Regions from separate parts of the Gasterosteus aculeatus genome. Here region 1 is linked to region 2. A link is a contact called in public Hi-C data. All regions are on one chromosome and are shown on one strand. The core of a region is the stretch at or near the end of the contact, and the rest is flanking DNA. Distances in the headings are between cores, read along the strand shown.

The links. Hi-C and Micro-C count contacts between places; a contact is called where the count stands out from the background.
Region 1: a contact with region 2 is called in a Hi-C map of blood and trunk muscle, with 2.0 times the contacts expected there. The contact joins the enhancer-like site here to the promoter of LOC120817971 in region 2.

Annotation. Positions count from the first base shown.
Region 1 is chr4:30,380,559-30,386,318 of fGasAcu3.hap1.1, reverse strand. The region is part of intron 1 of wnk1b (WNK lysine deficient protein kinase 1b); the gene reads right to left. Among protein-coding and RNA genes, the nearest start is that of wnk1b, 24 kb to the right of the region's middle. Within about 2 kb of position 2,313, at least 3 of the 9 cell types and tissues checked have open chromatin away from gene starts, as enhancers often do.
Region 2 is chr4:30,344,665-30,350,870 of fGasAcu3.hap1.1, reverse strand. LOC120817971 (ninjurin-2) reads left to right here and starts at 1,675. Exons shown (of 5, transcript XM_040174675.2): 1 at 1,675-1,931. The coding sequence starts at 1,836.

The sequences.
Region 1 (5,760 bases), core at 1,064-3,563, 35 kb before region 2:
ATTGGAGTGGATAAATGGGTATGCAGCTATCCAGTAGAAGAGGAGCAGGAGGCTGTCAATGTTATTAGCTGTTTGGATATTTGAGGAATCCATTTGATCCGCAGCGCATGAGTCTCTTCTGTCGACCCGTTTGTTTTTCCCTCCCCTGCGTCCCGTCCTTTCTGTTCCGAGCTTGAAAACATCATGAGACCTTGTTTGTTTGAGACTCAAACGCACCCTCTCACTCTCTACGCCCTGGAGCCTCGCCGGCGCACGCGGACCCCCCGAGCGGGGCGACCCCTCGCACTACTGACCTGCCGGGCGAAACAAAACACAAATGAGGACTTCTCGCCCAGCTGAGGGCAGGAAAGAAAGCTCCCCATGCGTCCCTGCATGGCAGATACCCTCGGATCCGCTGGTCTCGCCCCACTGGGCCTTTTGGGGGGCGGGCGGGGCCCGGCGCCGTTAGGTACGGCCCTTCTCCGTGTGCTTTCTCACGGGAAGTTGTCCAAAGGGCCGAGTGTCTCCCGGGGAACAGGGGGAGGTCTAAACATAGCAGGAAGGATTGTTTGATCGCCTTTGTCCGTTTCCTTTATGCGACGGCAATTTGTGCTTACATAAGAAAAGCAAATACCAAGGGAGGAGAAAGAAAAACAGAAGCTGTTTTGACAACCACAAGGTTTTTTTGTAATGTGTACCGGTTCACCGGCCAAGGAGGTTTTAGACTGGATAAGAGAGGAGTGCACGATGCTGCCAGTCAGGTGTTGAACATGTCAGTATTTCAATCTAACCTCATTTCAAATAGTAATGATTTGGACTAACACACCAACACGGCTCCACACATCGTGATCTAACATCAGATCAAATGGTTCTGCACAGCAGCCATTGTTTCACGTCAAAAACAACACCACGCTGTCCGACAAATAGGAGATGATTAACGGAGTTACGCACCAATTACGTAACGCAATTATGAGTGTGGGTGGGAGAGTTTTTTAAGAGGAGCTGCAGATGCACTCCACACATGACCAATCACAGCCACCAACTCGCTGGTTAGTTGCCATAATCATAAAAACTCTTCTTGGAAACCTGTAACTAAAAACTTCTCATCACGGCTCCTCCAGAATGTGCTGCTGACCCACTTCGACGATCCTCTGATTAACCTTCTGAGTCCTGACCTAAATTTGGAGGAATGCCGGTCTGCAGCTTGAGAGCGAAAAAAAAACCCAAACCAACCCAGGACCTGTAAATCTTTATTACGTTAAGCCCATCGGTTGAGTGAATGACCCGATTTGTTTCTCTTTGCAGTAAAGAACCTACAGTGGCCGTGGACGGGGCCACATGTAGGGGTGCTGTGTGTGCATGAGTACATCCATAGACCATGAAAAAAGGTCCACTGTGTTCCATGTAGCCAAAGCGCCTCTCAGACCCCCCACACTCTGGAAATACTCTCCTGCAAAGAACCTCAAGCCCCCTGCAGAACACACACTCATAAACATGTGCATGTGCAGAAAAAAAACGACACACATCTACGTGTTTCAGTTGCACACAACTCTCCAAGACCTTCGCCACAGCTTGTTATGGTTAGCCAGCACATGAGGGAGGGACGGAGGGAGGGAGAGACGGACAGAGAGAGAGCGCATCTGTTCTGAATGAGAATGATTGAAAAGAGGATGAATAAGTTCCAGCTAAAGTCAGAGGGGCGGGTCGTGGTCGGGCGATTGGAGACTGATCTCATCCTTTGCATGGACATGACAGCCAAACGGAGGAAACACGTCTCCTACACCCTCCACGTGATCCCTTCATCTTCTCCTCTCTTTCTCTCCCTTCTCGTTTACCGTTCACGTTTTGTCTCTCCATCACCCCCCCCCTTCTTCTTACCTCTTATTTGGGTGGTTTTTAGTTTCCCCATCAATCACCTCTCTACATATTTCAGTAATCAGGGCCATGTGTGTATGAGTGTGTGTGTGTGTGTGTGTGTGTGTGTGCGTGCGTGTTGTAATCCGACCTAAACCTATTTGGTTGTTTCTGTTGAAAATGCTTTGGTTCTCTCCTCTCGAGGTATGTTGGTTATACAATTTAGTTTACTTCTGAGTGTATGAAAGAACTACATGTGACCAGGTATCCATCTTCCGTAGGGGCGGGGAGGGGAGGGGTTTGATTGTTTCTCTTCTTTGTCCGACATGAGCGGGCGGGACAAACAAACCCATTCATGATGACGATGGCTTCGATAACAAGCCCTGACGTGGGTGTTGTTTGTGTTGTGCACTGGTGTGCGTTAACAATAGGTGCCATCTCAGCCCGCCGCTCGCTGTGCGCCCTATTGTCTCATTTCTCCGTGCCCGGCTGTGCAACACGCACACACACACGATGCAGTCATTGCTCTCTGCTGTGTTGGGTCACACCTCACCTCCTCGCCAATCTTCCTTTTTCGCTCCTCTCTTCTCCTTTCCTAACTGATCCCAACACACACACACACACACACACACACACACACACACACACACACACACACACACACACACACACACACACACACACACACACACACACACACACACACACACACACACACACACACACACAATGCAAACAGGATGCATTTGAAAAGCCTGCCTCTCTCGCTCATCACGCCCTTCTGCTCAGCCACTTGAGCCGGTCGCGTCGATCCAAGGATAATGAAAGGAAGTCGGTGCAAAGTAATCCCGCTATACCCGGAGTAATCCCGAATACGGAGCTAATGAGTAAAAGCGAGGACACGTGCATCTGTGTACAAATCCTCAATCAGCTGAGCCAAACTGGTTATAACCTCTAATAAAGCTCTATTCATTGGCTGGTGTTTGAAATGATTTAAGCAACCAACACAATGCCCCGCTTTGTGGCGCAAACAGGAAACCGGTCCAATAAAGTTATGTGAAGCAAGCGAGGATACAAGGTTTTCACGGTCAAAAGGTTGCCACAGAATTGGTCACATTAAAAGGCTTTTTTTTGGGTTATTATTTGCCTCAGCGTTGTTCTGACCAGAAGCTTATCAGTAGCAATAGGCTTAGAGTGTAATGGTTTTTGTGAGAGCAGCGTAACAACGATCAATTTGAAACAGGAGACATTTGAAAGAAGCCATAAATCTCCCAAAAGTCCCCCCCGGTGCTCATGGGGTCTTATGAGGCATGTCTGTAGGTCAAGTGTGAATAAAGCAATTGTATTTGTACGTGCGACACATCAGTTTTTGTGTCTGTGTGTGTGTGTGTGTGTGTGTGTGTGGGGGGGGGGGGGGAGCTAGTGTGTAAAAGGTCCCCGTCTCAATATAGCTACCGTGCATCTGTCTTTCTATGATGGATGGGATAGATTTTTTAAATTGTTCAGATCTATGAATATTTTTTTCCACCCCAACATCTCGCCATGTGACACAGAGTCACAATGGTTAGAAGAGGGACGGCACGACTGAGGAACTCTATGCGTCCCATATACGAAGGAGGGGGGGGGGGGTCAAGGATGAAATCCCTAGAAAATCCCACTAGAACAGCAACAGATGTCTCCGGCTTCATTACTGGGAAACCGTGCACATGTGCCTGTCACTACGTCTCTCTGGCTGCCGCAGGGTGAAAATGTCATCTTAAAAGGCCGCTACAGTAGCTGGCGATCTGAAGCTGGAGAGACGGCGGCGAGGGGGTTGATGGGGAGGGCGGGGCGTGTCCCGGATAAAACGATTACATAATATCGGAGGACTATCCCTTTACAGCCCATTAAATCGTAAACGCCCGGGCTGAACTTCTCCGGTTTCGCTCCGGGGATCGTCAACAACCGTCGGCATCCAATCCAATAGCGGCACTTCGTGTTCCTGGTGCACCGCGGCGGATTACATGGGCGCTCGGCTGACGCTATCAGCCAGTTTCGGATAGAAGTCGAACTCAAGAGCGGGCGGGGGGACAAAGGGAATCGCTTTGAAAAGGGTGTGAAGTTCACTCACCTTTCGTGTGTGTGTTATTCTAGATTTAGAGAGTGAGAAGGAGAAGACGTCACGAAGGCCCAACAGATCAAAGAGCACGTGACGGAGACAAGTACTCTACCTTTTCCCAAAGCCCCCCCCCCCCCCCCCCATCGGATTTGTGACCAGTGGCCCTGTGAAGCCGTGCTTTGATGAGTTGAGCCCCGTTATGTCGCTATGTTGTCATTGTGCAAGGGCACGCTGCCGACACATTACTGATATAACTGACAAGTGGTGGCAATGATATGCAGAGAAACGTGGTTTAAAAAACGGGTTTGTTCAGCAATATTTGGGTGGGAAATAGTTGTTGTAATCGTACCTTCAACTATGACTTTTGATCTTGTGCTTTCCCCCCTGTCACACCTCCTCGCGCTCGTCTTTTGGTTTTTGGCCTTCAGCCGTGGAAGTTTTGATTTTTTTTTTTTTACTTTTTAGCATTCGCACCGTGACGGCGTTTTCTTTTGGGACACTAGCAGAGAGGTGAGTGAAAGCATACGAACTAAATAACACCAGCGGGCGGAACATTCAAAGCGGTCCACTTTTACGCTGTGTCGTCCTACCAACCGCTTCAGAGAGAGCAGCCAATCGCGTGTTTACATGTGTTGCTTTGGCACAAACACTGTCGACATATCTGTGTGTGTGTGTGACAGACACACACACACACACACACACACACACACACACCGATATAGATGTCTGAAGCACATTCACACAGTACAAAACCCATGTGTACGAGTGACAAACAAATAAAACTGCCTGTCCTGAACAATAAACATAGGAGGGGGGGGATTAGCTCATGAGTGGAACGAGATGAGACAGAACAAGTGATTTTAAAATGGGGAGAGAAATAAAAGTCTGCAGAACAAACAAGTTTAAAAGAAATCAGACGTGCAAGTCAACAATCCTCTGTATCTCGCCGCCGCCGCAGCCCCCCCGGCGTTGCTCCCGCGTGTCTTGTCCCTGCGCTCACAGCGGCCTACATTTCCTCTGCGGCCTGGTTGGCGTGGGACGAGGGAGAGGAGCCGATACGGGGGCTGCAGACGATCACAGAAGTTAAAAAACAGATGCAGGCTACCGACAGGGCCGTCCTACGACAACTGAGGAATCAAGAGACAACTGGACGAGTTCCAGCCAAAAGTATGTGTGTGCATGTGTGTGCGCATGTGTGCATGTGTGTGCGCATGTGTGCACGCGCGCCTCTCTGAGTCGTCTGGCGAGCGACTGTGGTTTTGTGACATGCAGGTTTTGGGGTTAATTTGTTCCAGATGAGAGTCTGTTCCTGCCCGAGCCGGCTACGAGACATTAGCCTAGTTCCATTTTTATTTTTCTTGTCCCTTTGCCCAACACTCGCACGTAATTTGAAGCAAACACGTCGAAACAAAGTTATGAATGAGGCCAACGTTTCATTAGCAAAGACAAACAGCCAAAAACATTACTTTGGCCAGTTTCCTTGCTTACATACAAGGAGACAATAGATGCATGAGTGAGTCCATGCAGATGCGCACACAGGGCCGACAAAGAGGGGGAGGAAAGCGGAGGTGACGTGAGAGCCGGGGCGACAATGGAAGAGGGGTTAGGGGAAGAGGAAATGGGCATAATTGTCCTCTGAAGTCATCCCTGCTGGGACGACACACACAATGCCGAAACGTTCCACACTCGGATCTCTCCCGAAGCAGAAGTGAATCACGCCCGGCTTTTCTTCCACCCCCCCCCCCCCCCCAACGGTGACATTAAAACGGGAAATTTCAAGGGAGCCAGACGAGAGCCGGCGGGTGAAAAAGCCCGGTTCGATAGCAACA
Region 2 (6,206 bases), core at 426-2,925:
CTGAATAACCTTTTCCAGAAGCCGGAGAACACATTTAGCTGTCAGAAAACCTGATCCTTTAAGTCCCCCCCCCCCTAAGCAGGGGGGAGATGTCCAACTCAAACCGTTTTATCTGCACAGTATTTGTTATTCCTAGGGAGTACTAGTAAAACAAAATGCATCTGTGCAAAACGTATCCGTCATCTTCTAAAGACTCTTTTTCTAGGAGGCGAACAATGAGAACGGTTTTGGCTGAGTGACTCTTGTAAGCTCTTGTTTCTAGGAAAGAAATTCTTTGGGCAGGACGGTTTGTTTCTAGCCTCGCATTGAGGGATCAACTGGGAACAGTCCAACAGTCCTCACAGGAGTAAAATGGACCGCGGTGTTGCCACTGAGTGCAGGAGAGTAGCCAGAGGTGTAATTCTGGAAAACCGCAAAAACAAAATAACTTCTCGTTGACAGTGTCGGCTGACAGTTCCTGGAAGCTTGTTAATGCAAATGTAATACTGAAAAAAAAAAAAAAGAAGAAGAAGAAGCGAAAAGGCAGACGTTTGTGCTTTAAGCTCGAGAGCTTAAACACATTATCCATTAGAGAGAAAATAGAAAGCAGATGTGTCCCGTATGAGTGCTGCAAAATAATTGCGCCCACGTTTCAAGTGTTTTTTTTTCCAGTGTGAAAGAAACAATGTCTGAGGCACGTTGTTCTGTACATTTTTGCGCCGACAGTTTACGTTCCTCTTATTTTAGAAAACGCAGCATGCATCACACCTCGTGGATGTTAAGCTCTACAGTTAATTTCACTTTAATTTTGTCAACAACAAGCCTGGGTGCGAGGTGAAACAGATGTGAGCTGCACGTTTTTTTATAAGCCCAATAACCCCTTTGTGATGCCCCTACATGGGCCTTGACAAAGTGCGACCCGTACACTTGACCTAATGAAACTCCTACCATGGAGGTGATCATTTCTCCGGGATTAGGAGTTTTAATCACTGCTGACAACCCTATTCAGGCCCAGGACACTCTGCATGTGTGCACGTTTCGACAAGAGAGAGCGCACTGCGTGTGCATGTGCGTCATGTGAGTAGTATTTTGTCGACACTGCCGGGGGAATGTAAGTTAGAGCCGCGGCACGTATTGGTACAGCAGCTTGAGGTGGCTGATTGCAAACTTCAGAAGTTGCAGAAGAATAGTTTTCTTGTACATTCTTTGCCGGTGTTTTGAGATGTCTGCCTCCGGTGCACATGGCGCCATCGGATCCCTGCTGCAGGGCCTTGGGGTCGCAGGTTTGCTACCTCCTGACAGTGGAGCCTCAGTGCTTTTTTTACGAGAAGACGTCTGACCTCAGTTAACTCAACTGAAATACAGCAGAATGTTTTTGTTGAGCAAACACGCACAAATAGACGCGACGGACGGTGTGCGTCCGTTTGGTCGTTCCAAATCGAGCCATTGATTGTGCAGAGACAAACCTTAAAATACGGCCGGACAAAATTTTCCTGTTTTGCAGTGTGAAGCAAAATTGTGTATTCCAGCATTTGTACAACCTAGATTTGGCAGAGGTGGAGAATAGCCGGGGGGGGGGGGGCAGCCTAGAACTAGAAGAGTGGAAAGAGAGAGATAGAAGAGGGCGTAGTGGGGGGGGACCGGGATGGTGTGAATAAGCTGTTTGTTTGTCGTCCCCCCCCCCGCCCTGGCCTTGCCTGGTGCTCGATGCTCGTCGTCCAGGGTCATTTCCTTTCACAGCGACCACTGCCATCCTCGCATTAGCATTTGCACCGCCGTCGGGGGAACAGTCGGGAACGCGACTGTGTGTGTGTGCACGCGACTGTGTGTGTGTGTGTGCGTGTGGGGGCCTTATTATGCAGGGACTCGGGAAGACAGAGAGAGGGGAGCAGGGCCGAGACATCGACCTGACGTCGCTGAGATCCACCATGCCGGCCGGCGGCCCTCTGCAGGTTAGTGCACCCAAAACGGGGGAGGAAACTGCGAAAAGAGAGAGAGAGAGAGAGAGAGAGAGAGAGAGACAGGGGGACAAAGAAGGACCAATTTGATTGACGTTGAAGTGTAGGTGCAGCTTTTCGGTCGTCCTATCTTCCTCTCTTCCTTTCCCTCTCCCCTCTCCCCTTCACTCTTTTCATCTCGGCTCCTCGGCCTACGGTGAAGCTTTGCCACAGAGCCGCGGTATGTCCGGCCCACGTGAGAGGCCGAGGATCAGAGGGCTGCTGCGCCGCTCGCCGGGTCCGACCAAGCGTCCGTGATCTATTCTGAGACCGGCTTATGGTCGCAACATCCATCAAAAATCAATTAGGGCCTAGGTGCAAAGGTAACTAAGTCCTCTTAATGCAGCCAGTGGTCAACAGAACAGGGACTCATTTAATGGCCATAAAAAGGGGTCAAGGAAAGGTTGAGGTTTTAAGAAGATTTATTTTAAGGCCTTTTTGTTTCACAAGTCGAACATTGTACGACTTCTTCAAATGTTCCTCAGACTCATTATTCACTACAGTAATAGGTATGCACACAGTTCACACACACACACACACACACACACACACACACACACGCTCTCTGGTGTGTGTTGCGATTCCTCTTCTGTGTCAGTGTCAGAGCCAGCAATGTTTCTGCCTGTCAGCCAGCGGGGCTGTCGGTTACTGGTTATATTTAGCTACATGGTCTCCAGTGAACAAAGTGCAGTTACTCAAGAGTAAGTGTGTGTGTGTGTGTGTGTGTGTGTGTGTGTGTGTGTGTGTGTGTGTGTGTGTGCGTGTGTATGTGTGTTCGCACGCGGACGTAGTTGTATATTACGTTATCATCCACACTAAATACAACCACATAATCACAGTGTTTATGGGTGAATTAAAACCTAAACCTCAAACTAACTCATGTGAATTCAGATATTCAGTCTGATATATGTGTGCGTGTGTGTGTGTGTTGGGGAGGTTGTGTGTCGTAATCAGGGGTAACATCACCAAGCTTAACAAAAACAAAACTGATTAAACATTTAGTTTTGAATTGAATTTTACACAATAGTAATATTACTGAAAGTTTCTGTAGTTTGACTGAATTCATGTAGCTGCAAAAATAAGTTTGCTACCTTCAAACCGCTTCCAAATTCACCCCTCATGAATGCTGGTCCTGTTCATTCATTTAACTGAACACACAAACACGCGGTTACTTTCAATCCTCCAACAACATTACCATTTATGAAAACACAGTTTATCCGTAATGTTGGGGAACATTGGTCCTGGCGATTACAGTGTCTACTGACAGCTGTGTTCTACCAGTAATTAGCAAAAACAAATCTTATTGGACAACTTGCATCGCTAACGGCGATTAAGGCCACCGGGACTGTTGGGGGAGACCTTTTATCCCACCAATACAAATATTCAAAAACCTGTTTCCCCGATTGCACGCGGAAACGCCTGAACGTATGCGTATGCGTGTTTGGGGAAACCGCTTGCACGGCGGGACTCACATCCTGCATGTCGACGCCGGGCGTGGTCAGCACGCGCATGCATGTACGCACAGGCCGCACAACTGTGGATACACGTTGGTCTTCCTCACAATCTGACACCTGCCGCTGCTGTTGCAGAATAATCACTGGCCATTTATGACCATTATTGTTATATAGGACAAGACTTGTTGGCCTCACGAGTCCACGGGTTCCTCTAAGTAGTGGCTCTGAAAAGGCACCGCAAACATAAATACATGTTTGTTCAGAGTTTATCAAGGTAACATATCAAGTGAGAGGAAGAGCCGTTATACCACTGTGTCTTTTCCATGCCACGTTTGAATGTGTTTCTCAGTCACTTCATCTTCTCAACACCACAATGCCCAGACCATATCCTCAAATCGAGTACGGTCATTCTTTTTTCTTCCCCCCCCCCGAGCGCGTGAAGCCGGTGCAGGCGATTCTATTTCGGTGGTGCGAAGGCTTGCCACCTCTAAGCCGCTGTCTATGTATAGAGCACAGCGAACCAGGGCGCGGGGCGCCGACGCGGAGTCAACGGGAATCACGCGGCCCCTCCAGGCGCGGAGGCCGCGACTCAAAAAGACGAGAAGAAAAGAATGGTCGCACACAAGGAGTTTGTCTCTTGAGATGAGAGGGGAACACTTGTCAGTGTCCTTCTGATAAAAGCCAATGAATGGAGCCGACCCCCCTCCCGCCCCCCCTCACCCCTGCTGAGGAAGAGGTCCCCGTTTAATGAGCTTCGCCTAGAACGCGGAGCGCCCCGTAAAAAGAGCTGCTGCGCCCCTGGACAATAAATCAGACATGGCCGCCGCCGCCAGCTGGTGGAGAAGCTGTGTCCTTTTCACGTGACGCACCTGGCGACGCCCCGACGCGCTCGTGCTCTTGGGAGTTCAACGAGCGTTCAATGAATGCAGATCTTTAAATAAGTGGTGTTATTAATCAGCCGTGGCATCATCGCAAAATAATCTAGCGAGCGTTCGTGGAATTGAAAGAAGTTCTCACTCGGTGACTCATGTGTTATTACAATGGGAGCTCTATGTCCCGGTGAATTAAGCTATATCAATATTTGTGTGCACAGGTAGTACTTACCGTCTAAATAAAGTCAAGTCGCCGTTGGTTTAGTTGGTTTAGTTGACAAAAAGAAGGATATCACCGAGAGGCGGATGATTTGGTTTAACCTTTCCATGCTCCTTTTGTGTTGCCACTCATGCCAACAATGAAAGCAATATTAACACATTCTCGAGATCATTTGTCACCGTGTGTTATAATAACAATTGTGACAACCGTAATCTCTCGTTCTGCCTGTATCTTTCCTCTGAATAACAACTTGTTTACTGCGATAGTTTTGATTTGCTCCATCGGTTTCAGAGTGTGCTGCTCCATGACCACCATCCCTCTCATCTTCTTCCCACATCTCTCACCTCCCAGAATACATTGCTGCCTCTCTGTGACGTTATGTGCGTCTGTGTGCGTCTGTGTGTGTGTGTGTGTGTGTGTGTGTGTACGCCTGTGTAACATCACCTCGGCCCCTTCATGGCAGATGCCACATTCTAAGTGTATCTGTGAAGTACGAGAAAGTCTCTTTGTGTGCATGCATGTGTGTATGGACGTGTCTCTGTGTGTGCGTGTGTGTGCGTGTGTGTGTGTGTGTGTGTGTGGGGAGGATGGGGGGGGGGGGCTTCCGGGAACTTTTACCCTGGACCAAGTCGAGCCTTTTCTTTAAATGAATTGCGTTGCAATATGTTGCAGCATATGTCCAAACTATTGTACATATATGATTCAGTCTTTGTACGTTGATATTTACTGTGTGAGTTTACATTGTAATTTAGTATTTAATATCAAGATAATCAGATAACCCAGTTAGGATTCACTTTGATTCCCATTAGTCATCAGAAAATATTAGATTTCAACATATGCAATTACCTATTTTGGAATTCGGTACGTTGTGTTGGGCTTTGTAGTTATTTCAATGTCATATGACCTTTCTGACTTTTGGTACCTTTTGGCTCAAAGAGAAGCACTGGTGTCGTTTGTCAGCTGCTGTTGTCCAACTTCACATCTGAATTCTCGTCATTGTGGGTGTTATTCCAGCATTTGACATTAATCAATTTGGATTTTTGAAATTCATTTTTATTTCAAATGCTACCGTCTACTTGTACTGTGGTGGAAAGGTGGACGAGTGGCCCCGAACCCACTTTCAAATGTGCCAACGTATGAGTGAACCAGATGGTGCTTATAAAGGGAACTGTTTTGTATCTTCCTTTTCACTTCACCTCCGGCCCGCTTCCATTTCTTGTCTTCTTGACTGTCTTCAATTCTTGCCTCACAGGGGAAGTGTGTGTTTTTATTTTTATTTCAGACAGCCGGCTCGACTTGAATCTGAAACAGCTTTTCTTACTGGAATAGAGTCCAATGGGCTGCCGTTTGTGTTCTTCCGCGTGCTGAAACGTGAAAGGACTTTGAGGTTGTGAGAGTGTGCAAAAAAAAAGAGCCATGACAAATGGGACCAGAGCAAACTTTAGAACCCACCAGATAAAAACAATTACACACACACACACAGACACACACTAGTCTCTCTGTCTCTGTCTCTTCCATTAATCCAAAATGATTGTGTCACAGTGGGAATCACTTTCCAATCTAGACTTAAATCCTATTTCTAAGTAAAAAGACGGGACGCTGTTTCTCAAGCCAAAAAAAGATTATCCTAAAAACCTTAATACTCATGACGTAAATCACTGGCTGCAGCGTTAGGACGAGAGTG